Linked DNA regions of Sus scrofa: region 2 is linked to region 1. A link is a contact called in public Hi-C data. All regions are on one chromosome and are shown on one strand. The core of a region is the stretch at or near the end of the contact, and the rest is flanking DNA. Distances in the headings are between cores, read along the strand shown. Region 1 overlaps TSEN15 (tRNA-splicing endonuclease subunit Sen15). Region 2 overlaps C9H1orf21.

Evidence for each region. Hi-C and Micro-C count contacts between places; a contact is called where the count stands out from the background.
Region 2: a contact with region 1 is called in a Hi-C map of adipose tissue, with 3 times the contacts expected there. The contact joins two enhancer-like sites. A contact is called at or near these places in 15 of 47 Hi-C or Micro-C datasets (adipose tissue, alveolar macrophages, brain and 9 more) and 1 of 2 datasets of contacts at active chromatin or transcription factors (skeletal muscle).

Annotation. Positions count from the first base shown.
Region 1 is chr9:125,337,436-125,343,943 of Sscrofa11.1, forward strand. TSEN15 (tRNA-splicing endonuclease subunit Sen15) reads left to right here. Exons shown (of 9, transcript XR_002335966.1): 5 at 1,381-1,515; 6 at 5,715-5,917; 7 at 6,419-6,508. Among named protein-coding and RNA genes, the nearest start is that of TSEN15, 40 kb to the left of the region's middle. Within about 2 kb of position 3,021, at least 5 of the 83 cell types and tissues checked have an H3K27ac peak or open chromatin away from gene starts, as enhancers often do. A contact at or near this core is called in adipose tissue, where this site is marked.
Region 2 is chr9:125,778,892-125,785,399 of Sscrofa11.1, forward strand. All of the region lies in intron 3 of C9H1orf21, which reads left to right. Among named protein-coding and RNA genes, the nearest start is that of C9H1orf21, 170 kb to the left of the region's middle. Within about 2 kb of position 2,425, at least 3 of the 83 cell types and tissues checked have an H3K27ac peak or open chromatin away from gene starts, as enhancers often do. A contact at or near this core is called in adipose tissue, where this site is marked.

The DNA of each region.
Region 1 (6,508 bases), core at 1,771-4,270:
GAACAGAAATAACCACAGACAGTATGTAAATGCATGGATATGGGTATTCCAGTAAAATTTTATTTGCAAATGCAGGGCCATAGTTTGTCAACCCCTGGTCTGGGGAAATAGTCAATAAGAATATATAGCGAATGAATGTTACGTTATATACCCATTAAAAATTAGTAATGAGTATAGTAAAAAAAACATGAGAAAATACTTATTTAAAAAAAAAACTCCAAGATAAAAAACGAATGAATGGGTATGATCCTGACTGTACATAATACACCAAGTATATAATAAAAAGATGACAAAATAAAGGAACTGTGGTTATAATAGGATGGCAGGGCAGTAAATGGATGACTTTGTTTTTCTTGAATATCTCAGTTTTTCTTTATTTGTATTACTTTTATAATAAAAATGTTTTAAAATTAAAAAGGTATCCTGAGGTCTATGTTAGTTACCTATTGTTGCCTACTAATGTTAATACAAACTTAGCAGCTTACAATAGCACACATTTTATATCTCAAAGGTGGGTCCTTTGTAAGGCTGCAGCCAAGGTGTTGGCCAGGGCTATAGTCTCACCTGAGGCTTCCGTGGGGAAAGGTCTGCTTCCTCACTCGTGTGGATAGCAGCTTTCTGTTCTCTGTGGGCCCTTGGGCTGAGAGCCTCGTTTAGTGGGCTGTTGTCAAGAAACCACCCCTTTTTTGCCGTTTAGGCCTCGCCAGCACAACGGCTGTCAGCTCAGTGCCAGGAGGGAGAGAGCCTCAATAAGACGGACCTCATCATTGTGTGTAATGTAATCATGTGCATCCTTTCACCTTTACCATATTCTGTTGGTTAGCAGCAAGTCATGGCTAATAATTACTCTAGAAAACAATAATAACAAGAACAGAAACGTGGCCAAAAGTAGGCAAATCAAAAAATGGTATAAAGCATTATTCTTGGTCTGTAGTATCTCCTGACCCCTTTCCTTTGATATTTGAATTTCACTTTTCTTTGTGATGGAGGGTCTTGGCAACTCCTTCAGACTCCCTCTCATTCCCTAGAAAGCTTAAAGTTGCACCAAGTCAGAACCATATGTGTTTCTGTGTCCCCACTGGATAAATTGCAAATATAAGGATCCTATAATAATTTATGACCAATTCTTAGCATCTTTGCCATTTGATTCCTTTTGAGGCTTTTCGTTACAGTCCTTAGAAAAATCGTCTGCATTTTCAGGAAGACGCGTAAGGCTTAATGAATGTTAGGTTTGTGCTTCAGATCTGGTGACCAGGGGGCCCCATGTAACTACAAGACCAGAAGTGTCTTGGGGCTGACTGTGAAAGGAGCTTTCTCACAGAAATCTTTAAACTAGCTCTCAGACTCACTGTGTGTCCTGGGATGTTTACTCTTTTTCAGAATGTTCCCTGTGTACTTGATCAAAGTTGTTCTGTCCAAGGCCAGCCCGAGATCTGCTAATGTGAATAATGGTCCATGACAGTTTGGAAATGGAGACAACCCAGCTCCGTTGGTCTCATTTTAGTGAAAAACTAGGTAAAGTGATTTCTTTTATGGGGTCCAATAACTTTGTAATTGTATTTACATTTGTCTCTCTTATTAGACTATGGGCTCCTTAGGAACAGGACAAGGAACTGTATCTTTTTAAAAGAATTTTTTTATTGAAGTATAGTTTACTTGTAAAATTATATTGATTTTAGATATACAACAAAGTATTCAATATTTTTATAGGTTATACTCCATTTAAAGTTGTTATAGCATAATGGGTATAGTTCCCTGTGCTGTACAATATATCCTTTTTTTTTTTTTTTTTTTTTGGTCTTTTTGCCTTTTCTAGGGCTGCACCCATGGCATATGGAGGTTCCCAGGCTAGGGGTTGAATCGGAGCTGTAGCCACCAGCTTATACCAGAGTACAGCAACGCAGGATCTGAGCCTTGTCTGCAACCTACACCACAGCTCACGACAACGCCAGATCCTTAACCCACTGAGCGAGGCCAGGGATAGAACCTGCAACCTCATGGTTCCTAGTCGGATTTGTTAACCGCTGAGCTATGACAGGAACTCCTGTACAATATATCCTTGCTGCTTATTTATTTCACACATGGTGGTTTGTATCTGTTAATCTCCTACCCCTGTCCTGCCCTTGCCTCAGTCCCACTCCCTGTTGGTAACCCCTAGTTTATTCTCTGAATCTTTAAGTCTTACGTTTGTGTATCCCACCACCTTCCCCAAACTGGCCTATACTAAGCTCTCAATAAGTATTTGGTGAATGAACGAATGCTGATTGTACGCTCATTTAATTGTGTAGGGGTTTACTTTTTGCCTCAAGGCACACTAAGATTTGGACAGCAGAGGGCACTGCTAAATAAGCACAGCATTTTCAGACTTGAGGAAAGAATTAACTTGAGATGTGGTGCTCTTGAAAATTTATTTTCAGTCTGTGGGGAATCACATAAATAAAAATATAAATAAGTTTTTTGTGCTCACACCCCCTTTTTCTTTCTGACATGCCTCTAAAATTACACTCTCTACTGACATTAAATATGTGAATTGATTCATGCTTTGCTCAGAATAGAGATCTATATTTAAAAACAAAAACTTGTTTGGGGCATGGGTGGGTGGGTGGGTGGTTTTTTTTTTTTCAAGATTATGGTTTTGTTCATATCCATATGCCATGATGCACTTCATTTTTTCCTTGCAAAATCCTAATATATAAATACAATTTCGAGATCAGATCACATAGCAAGAGACCCCAGCTTTGAATCACTCAGTAAACTGGCTGAATACCAGTGGCCAGAGACACAAATGCTACTGTTACACCTATAAACTTTTTCATTAAAGGGAAGCCTTCTCTATATGGAGCAGGGTGGGGAAAGAGCATGCACATCGTGCTGTCTTCATTTTGTATTCCGGAGGCCCTCGTCCATGCCCGCCCCAGCAGGGACGGCTCAGTGGAACACTAGGCCTCTAGGCCCAGTGACTCCAGACTGACTGACTTTGCGCCTGGCCTCGGTGTCCCCACTAGAACGTGCCCCTAAACACCGCAGATCCCTCCCCGAGAACCTGAGGGCGGAGGCACCTGGGAATTCAGAGCTACAGCTAGAATAGAACAGTATCTACAAAGCTCCTATAATCTGCACTTTAAAAACAATGGAAACAGTTCACACGTTTATACGCCTGGAACCAAATGACCTAACCAAAACATCATGGTACTTCGGGTACTTCATCTTCTCTTTCTGAGCATTTGAGTTGTGAATTCCTCTCTGAGGTCACTTTTTCCTTTGCAGAGCTAGTAGGAGGGCTTTCGCTGCTGCGGCACAGTGGTTCCTGCCAAAGTTTATAGTTCTTGTAGACAGAAGCTCTTTATTCATCTGCCGCATTTTACCTTGACTGTTTACATGCGCAGAATCATGGCATATTCTCTGCACAAGAAGTACCATTTTCCCTCCTTTCAGACCCAGAGCTGTCCTGTTCCTTACCACCCCCACTCCTGCAGCCTAAGCCTCTTAATGATCTTTTTTTTTTTTTTTTTTTTGTCTTTTTAGGGCAGCACCCGCAGCATATGAAGGTTCCCAGGCTAGGGGTCTAATCAGAGCTGTTGCCACTGGCCTACACTACAGCCACAGCCACGCTAGATTTGGGCCAGGTGCTTAACCCACTGAGCGAGGCCAGGGATCGAACCCGCAACCTCATGGTTCCTAGTCGGATTCGTTTCCGCTGCGCCACCATGGGAACTCCTTTGTTTTTGTTTGTTTGTTTGTTAATGATTTTTGAATAAGAACTGTTTGGGCTTGTTAGGAAAGAGGATGGGAAAATCTCATGACTTATTGGGTGGGTCTGCTTTTGAAATGTTTAGATGGTTCTGGAAGATTAAAAAACTGTTTAAAATCAAAGATTTTTTTTTTAGATTTCATTGTACTGAATGGGGGTCATATTAAGGAAGTATTTAATTAGAATCCATTCATTTATTAACACATTATTTATCTTTAGACATTAATTGGACTTCTCTGTGCTTAGATGATGTTGTAAACGCCAGGGTTACAGAGATTAATGAGATATGACCTGTTCCTTCAAGGAGTTCAGATAGCCAGAGCTCTAAAAAAGAGCATTACCATTGTGAGTGAGGAATACCTGTCAGGCAGCGTGTGAAATTTATGCAGTTTCCTTAATGGTGAAGGGGTTTAGCAACGTCTGGTAAATTAAACAATTTTCAAACAATCGTTGTATGTATGTTATTTGTCCCAAAGCCCTGAACATTGGACAGGTATGGAGAAATATTACACCATGCACCTTGCCAAGGCTTATTGTTAGGTTCGAAAGGAGAAAATCCGTGTGTTCAAGATAACTGGAGAGTATTACAAGGCAGCGGAACATATAAATGCTAAATGCTAATGATAATGTAGCACTTTATTCTCTCTCAAGTGCTTCAGTACTCTTTGATTTGCACAACAGAACTGATATTATTTATTTACTATTAATTTACTACCCTTGTTTAATAGATGGAGCAATTAGGGGACTGAGTGGTTGAGCAGCAGCTTCAGGTGGTAGCAAGTGAGTGGGCAATGACGACTAGAACGAGGTCTCTTAACATCTAGGCCCCTGTTCTTTTCAGAATCTTGTGTGGTGCAGAGAAATATATTAATGTGTGTCAAAGAGGCTTTGGGAAGAAAAAGAGTCGCTTAGTCCTGGAGGGAGTTAGAAAGTGATTTAGAGATCAGTTATATTATCCTCTTGTACTCTTGAACAAGTGTATCAAAATGTCATGCTGTGTGTGGATAATTTGGAAAATCATTTTCATAGGCAATATATTTATAAAGTTTTCTTCCAAAGAATAAATACATCCATGTCCATGCTCTTTATGTAGGCAAACCTAAGACAATATTTAATATTAAATGAGAAAGAGCTCAGAAAGGTGCTTTGTTTGTTAGAACTAAATTCTGTGCTGGTACAAAGAGAAGACTCAGGGAACGTTCAAATGATGACTTCACTATCAGTGAGGAAGGGTCTTAATCCCTAAATATCCCATGGATCTGCTTGCTATTGCTTGAAATCCTACCGTCATTCTATTTCTTTTATTTTCTTTTTGGTTTTTAGGCCCACATCTGTAGCATGTGGAAGTTCCCAGGCTTGGGATCGAATTGGAGCCACAGCTGCCTGCCTACGCCACAGCCTCAGCAACTTGAGATCCGAGCCGAGTCTGCAACTTACACCATAACCCATGGCAACACCATTTCCTTAACCCCTTGAGCAAGGCCAGGGATTGAACCCACATCCTCATGGGTACTAGTCGGGCTCATTACCACTGAGCCACAATGGGAACTTCTCATGGTTCTGTTTCTTTTTGTTGTTGTTATTTTAATTTTTTTATTTATTTTTTAATGATTTTTATTTTTTCCTTCATAGCTGGTTTACAGTGTTCTGTCAATTTTCTACTGTGTAGCAAGGTGACCCAGTCACACATACATATATATGTTCTTTTTCTCACATTATCATGCTCCATTGTAAGTGACTAGCTATAGTTCCCAGTGCTGTTTCTTAACCCTGAAGCTTTGATCCTGTTTAATTTGGCAAGCATTTTTGCAGGACAGCTTGGGCAAGAAGGCCCAATGCCATGATCTGGGGTTACTCTATACCCAAATATTTATTTATTAGCCCCAACAGATAAAGTTAATCAGTTAAATTGTTATATGAATTTCTAAATGTTTATTCTCAATTTCTGTACTTCTCATTCCAGACCAGCAATCCTTTGTGAATTGACACTGTGTACAGACCACACTTTGAGTAGCGTGTGTTAGAGCACAGATGAGAAGTGACGAGAGCCTGAAACCTGCTGGTAGCTCAGGTGTGTTAGGATGGGCGAGATTATGATGTTGCTGGTTCGCAGCCTCAGGAATCTCCTGGGTGAAATCTGGAACTGGATCCCATACAGAGGGCAAGGTGAGACGGAGGAAGAGGCACACCACTCACATTGGTAGCGAACAGTTAATAAGCAAGAGAACTTACATATAAGCTTGTCTTGGGTGGCCACAAGACACGTAGGTCTCTGCCCCGGCCCTCCAGAATCTTAAAAATTTATACTGAGGCCTTAACTGGGTTCAGTCACATATTCAGTCCAGATGTCTCAACTGCACACTACAGTCTCAAGGTTGCGTCCTTGAATGGCTCCCACTGTGGGAACGTGGATAGAGCCTATATACTCCAAGAACAGGGGAGGGGTGAGAAGCCTCAAATGTCCTATCCAGCTCGTGGGTCAACCAGGAGTCACATCCTCTTGATAACCTTTTCCAACAGATTCAGTAACAACCAGTGAATTAGTTAAACAAATGTTGATTCCTTGCTCACATTACAAGTCCCTTATACACAGGCTTGGAGTCCTTACTCTAGGAATCAGGTCAACAGAGCCTCCCACAGCCGGAATGTTGTTGGTTCTAATGGCAGGAAGAAGAACGTGCTGGGGTGTCACGTACGGCAATTAAATACATCCAGGAGAAGCAGCCTGTCATCCCTGCCCACGTTTTATTGGCCGAA
Region 2 (6,508 bases), core at 1,175-3,674, 440 kb after region 1:
TGGCGTTGCCATGAGCTGTGGTGTAGGTCGTATACTCGGCTCAGATCCTGCGTGGCTGTGGCTGTGGCTGTGGCCGGTGGCTGCAGCTCCAATTCAACCCTAGCCTGGGAACCTCCATATGCCTCGGGAAGCAGCCCTAGAAAAGGCAAAAAGACCAAAAAAAAAAAGGGAAGTTATTGCAGCATTACGTGTAATGGTGGAAATCTGGAAATAACCCACATCCTCGTATTAGCCTAAAGGTTATTAAATAGTTTATCTATATAATGAAATAGTGTAAACCTTTAAAAATCATTTGTTCACAAAATGTTTATTTACATAATTCCAGTATTGTAAATAAACAGCAGAGAAAGAGAGAAAGAAACAAAGAGTTGTGAAATCAGCAGAGAAAATATTCCAAACTGTTAATGGCACTTGGTAGGACAAATTATTCATTTCCTACAGTGAAAATATTACTTTGCTTATCGGAAAAACAGCAGCAACAACATGTTTGATGTTTGTATCAAAGGAAACTAGACATTTTAATCATGTAGCTTAGAAAAGGAACATACCTATTCAGGAGAGTCATTTCCATACATTCCTGGCGTATTGGTTTAAAAGGATTAAGTGAGCAAATCCATCTCTACAGGTCTTGATACATGCTCACCTCTCGTCTTAGGGACTCAGTAAATGTCCACTGTACATTCAGATCCTAAATCTCTGTTCGTACATGCGCAGAGGGCCCAAAGCCTGCTGAGTATGTCTACTCGATTCTTCATGCAGTTTGGATGCAGCTTTTCACAGGTACCAGGATGAAGGAAGACATATTTTATTATCTTAGGTTAGGAAAAAACATTTAGCTTTAAATTCTATTAATAAATCTAAGAGAAACAAACTAATTCCATTTTTTTCTAGTAATAATGTTAGGCTCAGCAGTTATTTCACAGTAGACTTTAAATATTTATTTTAAAAAAAAACTAGTTGAGAATTCACATAAATTATATCCTACTATTTATTCTTTAAAAAAGTCAATGCCTATTTACTGTTTGCCTAGCTGTAAAGGCATGATCTTATCTTCATAATCTTTTTTTTTTTTTTTTTTATGGCCACACCTATGGCATATGGAAATTCCTGGGCTGGAAATGGAATCTGAGCCACAGCTGCAGCCTGTGCCGCAGCTGTGGCAATGCCGGGATCAACCTCCTGCTTCCACAGCAACCTTGCAATCAGGTTCTTAACCCACTGTGCCACAGCAGAAACTCCTCATCTCCATAATCCTGTGGTTACAGCTTTTTACTCCCATTTTACAGAAACAGAGCCTTCAAAGTGAAGTAAATAGGGATGGCTTTGAACATGTTCATTCACCACCTATCATGCCTCATCCATTCATTCATTTCTTCACTTATTCAATGAGTAAAACACATCAGTTCGAAGAAGTACGTGTATAATGTAACAGAGATTTTTAAACTTTATGGTCCACTTCCTTTGTATCGTAATTTGTAAAAAAAAAAAATCTAAGTACAATAAAAATAGAAACAGTCCCTTAAAAATTCTTTGTAACTTAAATTGGTCTATAATAGGATTCTTTAAATTTTGATGGTTGGAAATGGAAACAGAAGTCGAAGTTCTCTTATTGTTTACCATGAAGTTCTAAAATGTACATGTGTGTACTTAACAACAATATAAACATTTATTTCGTATTTTATTTAATTTTATTGACGTAAAGTTGACTTACAATGTTGTCTTAATTTCAGGTGTACAGCACAGTGACTCAGTCATACATACACATATATCCATTCTTGTTTCCCTTTTAAGTTATTACAAACTATTAAGTAGATTTTCCTGTGCTATGCGCTAGGTTCTTGTTAATCATCTATTTTATACAGTAGTGTGTATATGTTATTTCCACCCTCCCAATTCTTCCCTCCCTCACAACGGTTTCACCTATAGTAGCCATAAGATTGGTTTTGAAATCTGTGAGTTTGTTTCTATTTTGTAAATAAAAAAACAACAGAAACATTTTCCTAATTCTGGAGACCTTGACCTCCCTGGCGGAATGGTGCTGAGTCTTTTCTGCTGATGGGGAAGTGAGCACACACACGCACTCACTCGCACATGCAAAGACATCTGTCATCTTCCCATCCCAGGGTTCCGGACCAGAGCTCCCTTGGGCGCCCAGTTCTTCTCAGGTTTTTGGTGAAGCCTCACCTTCTTCGGGAGGTGGGACTAGGGAGAGAGATTATTGTGGGGTGGGGGGTGAGAGGCTGGACTAAATCCTGAAGTTCTGAGTGAGGAAAAATTCATCACAGCTCCTCTCCAATACCAAGGCTTTAGCTAACAAGCCTCTGGCAGGAAAAATGATTTCCCTGGAGGTAGCTTGGTTCCTCCTGCAGGTTGTCCCTGTGTGGAACAGCCCACTGGTCCTCCAGGCCATCTGGATACAATGGACCCCTGAGGTGAACTCACTTTAGCCCCAGGCTAGGATGGCTGCTAGAGGAAGATAAAGCCTAGCTGCTTCCTTTCTGCTTTGTTTTGGAGTGTATTCTGGAAAGATACGTAAGAAATGGTCTCCTAATTAGTAATTGCTCACTCCGCACCCTCACTCCCCACCACACACACACACACACACACACACACACACACACACAAGCATCCACAGTGTTCACCACAGTATTTGTGCTCACAGTTTTATTTGCCTTGTTGGACCAATAAACCGAGGCAGGTAGGGCTGGATAAACCATGGAGCAGGTCCGCAGCAGTGGTAGGATTTGAGTCTCCTGACCTGAGAAAAGGAACGTGCAGGCTCTGCTGACACACATGACGATTTTCTGTGCACACTTCTTGCACGTGAACAAAGTGTATCCAGAAACCTGTTCTTGCCTCCAGAGCAGAGAGTCGCGGCGTGTCTGCTGGTAAAGGAGGCTTTGTTCTAAGAAGGTTGGTGTCTCTCCTGGATCCGGGCAGAGGAAAGGGGCAAGGGGCTTCTGCCACAGGCTAGGCCAGCACAAAGAAAGGGCATTGGGGGGACTGCCCACTGTTTAAAAAAAAAACAAAACCCGTAAAGGAAGGACCATTCCGCCATCACTGCTACTGTGACCACTGCTCACTATTTCTTCAGGTTTGTGTACCCATATAATGCTTTTAACCAGAAAGGCTGTTTGCAGTGTTTTGGTTTTGGGATTTTTTTTTTTTTGGTCTTTTTAGGGCCACATCTGTGGCATATGGAGGTTCCCAGGCTAGGGGTCGAATGGGAGCTGCAGCTGCCAGCCTGCACCACAGCCACAGCAATGCCAGATCCTCAACCCACTGAGCAAGCCAGGGATCGAACTCGAGTCCTCATGGATACTAGTCAGGTTCGTTAACCACTGAGCACGATGGGAACTCCTTTTTTTATTTTGGAACAATTCAGTGTGTTGAAGAAGATGAGGGAGAGGGAAATAGAACCAGCCTTAGAAATCCTGGAAGGGTGATGTCTGCATGGCCCAGGCCTTTCCTTTGGGGGAAAACCGTCTTCCACACTTTGTAAGCACGTGATCCTGACTGTTAAGGAGCGTGGCTATAATATTAGGAAGGGAGACAGGAACAGAAGACTGCCTTGGCTCGGAAAATCCATTTCTGTTTTTTGTCCAACTGTGTCCGTGTGATAAAAGTGGCCTGAGCATCACAGGACTCACTAACCTTTATGTCATTTCACCTCCCACTCAGTTTCCAAAAATGCTGGTGTTTTTCTCCTATCAGTTTTTATCTTGCTTCAAACAGCAAAGACATTAATGGCAGACATTACATTTACTTAGGCATTATGGCTGATTTTTTTGGCATGTCCTCTGCTCCCAACTTTGCACTGTCAAATTGCAATTCTTTTTTTTTTTTTTTCCTTGGTCTTTTTGTCCCTTTCCAGGGCCAAATCTGTGGCATATGGAGGTTCCCAGGCTAGGGGTCTAATCAGAGCTGTAGCCACCAGCCTACGGCACAGCCACAGCAATGCAGGATCTGAGCGCGGCTGCGTCTGCGACCTATACCACAGCTCATGGCAACACTGGATCCTTAACCCACTGAGCAAGGGCAGGGATGGGACCCGCAACCTCATGGTTCCTAGTTGGATTTGTTAACCACTGAGCCACGACGGGCACTCCCCAAATTGGAATTCTTAACGCTATGCCTTGGCCTCCTGACTCTCAAGAATATCAGCATGGGGGTCATGAATTGTTCCATTATTGTTCTTACAATGTTGAGTTAGCCTGAGAAGCCCCATTCAAAACATCATTCCTGGGAGTTCCCAGGTGGCACAGTAGGTTAAGGATCTGGCATTGTCACCACCATGGCTTAGGTTACAGCTGTTATATGGATCCCTGGCCCTGGAATTTTTGTATGCTGCAGGCACAGCCAAAACAAAAATCATTCCCATCCAATTTTAATTGCCACTTAGAAATTAATTTTGATGCTCATTGATTATATATTAGTTTGGAATTTTTTTTCATTTTTAAAAGTGTTATTGAAGTGTAGTTGATTTACAAGGTTGTGATAATTTCTGCTATGTTAACACAGTGATTCAGTTATTCATGCACGCATATCCATTCTCTTTCAGATTCTTTTCCCACATAGATTATCACAGAATACTGAGTAGAGTTCCCTGTGCTATATGGCAGGTCTCCATCAGTCCATATACCTTTGTGTGCCAATTCCAAACTTCACGCCCATCCCACTCCCACCCCCAGCCTGTCCCCTTTGGTAACCATCAGTTTGTTTACCAGACAAACATTTCTATTCTGTAAATAAGTTCATTTGTATCCTTTTTTCAGATTCCATATGTAAGTGATATCCTACGATGTTTGTCTCTCACTGTCTTACGAACTTCACTTAGTATGATAATTTCCAGTCCCATCCATGTTGCTGCAAATGGCATTATTTTGTTCTTTTTTGTGGCCAAGTAATATTCCATCGTATGTATGTACCACATATGGGATTTTTAAAAAATTGATTTAGTTTTAACTTAAAAATAACCACTTCCTGTAGCTCGACAGTACTACTGCAAGGTAACAGATGGCACCGTACATTTTTGTTAACACTGCTGTGACTTGGGTACAGCCATTCACTTGTTAAGTGGAGCATTCCAGGGGAACGTCACCAGCATGCAGTTGTCCTAAAAGGATATTGGGATAAACACCTGTTTTTAAAGTGAATTCAGGCATAGGTTTGTATACAACATCTAACACATGTCCTGCTTTATTTTACCCCCTGGTGTTTGGAATGTTAAGAGCTAAGGGCTGCTGGCTGCGGTGCCCTTGGCCAGCTCTCAGGTCATCCCAGCCCATTTCCAGGCTCCTCCTCTTTTCCTTCTCACTAATTCATCAGCAGCCATTCAAGTGGGTGTTTAGTATGCTGTTTTCAGCTTAGTTCTCTGTTTTCCCCTTCCGCTACCTTTTCACATCTTCCACAACACTCACCAATGAGAAACTTTGAGCATGCGTGTCAGAGAACATGCAATCTTTTTTTTTTTTCTTTTGTTTTTTTGAAACATGCAGTCTTTAATGTGTTCATCAGTAAATGATTTCCCTGGCCGTGATCTGTGCGAGTGATGGCTGCTTATTTCACTTGGGCTTTCCGCACATTTGATCTTGACAAGGTGATAAGTTGTGCATTCTTCCTAGGGTAGTTGCTGGGTTTTTTTTTTTTTAACACCCATTTTATATGCCAGAAATTTCAACGTCAAAAATATACATAAACAATTAGGTTGCAAACAAAAGCGTCTAGGAATCTCTAGCTGGAAGAAGGTCTGAGGTCAAGTGCAACCACCTATTCCATTACAGGGACTTTTCCCCAGGACCCCCCACACAGTGTCCTTTGGCAGCTGGCCACCACCCATGGTAAGAGGAGAAACATCCACTCACCAACCAGGCTGCCTGCTCTGGTTGTTGAGCATCTGGAGTCAGATGCCTTGTGTGGGCCAAGGCCAGGTTCTTTCTTCATCTGAAACGGGGACTCTCATAACAGCAGTGCTTCCTTATAGAATTGTTATGAGGGTTAAATCAGATAATACATGTAAGTCCTGTGGACAATGCCTGGCAAGAGCCAAGTGCCCAGTCGCTGCTCTTGGGTCACGTTGCCTCTGTAGGTGGAACGGTAGCAGAAAGGCGGGATCGGAAGCGGGCTGATGAGGTGGACTTCAGACTCTGCTAGTACCTAGCTCTGTAAACGTGCTTAATATTTTCTGAGCTTGGAGTTCCTTTTGTGGAACATGTAGGTAAGGAGTCCGCAGGATGTACTTGCTGGCAGTCAGTAAAATGCCCAGCGATGTAAACGGTTAGTGAGAATTCATGTGAAGTCGCCTGATACAGAGTAGACACACATTAAACAATCATGATTGGTCACCTTTCCTGCTGAGTTGAAGAGGCCCCCAAAAAGGTTCTCCTTGCCTTGCCTTAGGAGACAATACAGCACTGTGCCTTTCACGTTAGTGCCCCATAGATAGTGGATTATTTTACTCAAAGGAGAGTAAGAGATGAAATTGGAGAGTGATTCCAGTTTGGAGCTT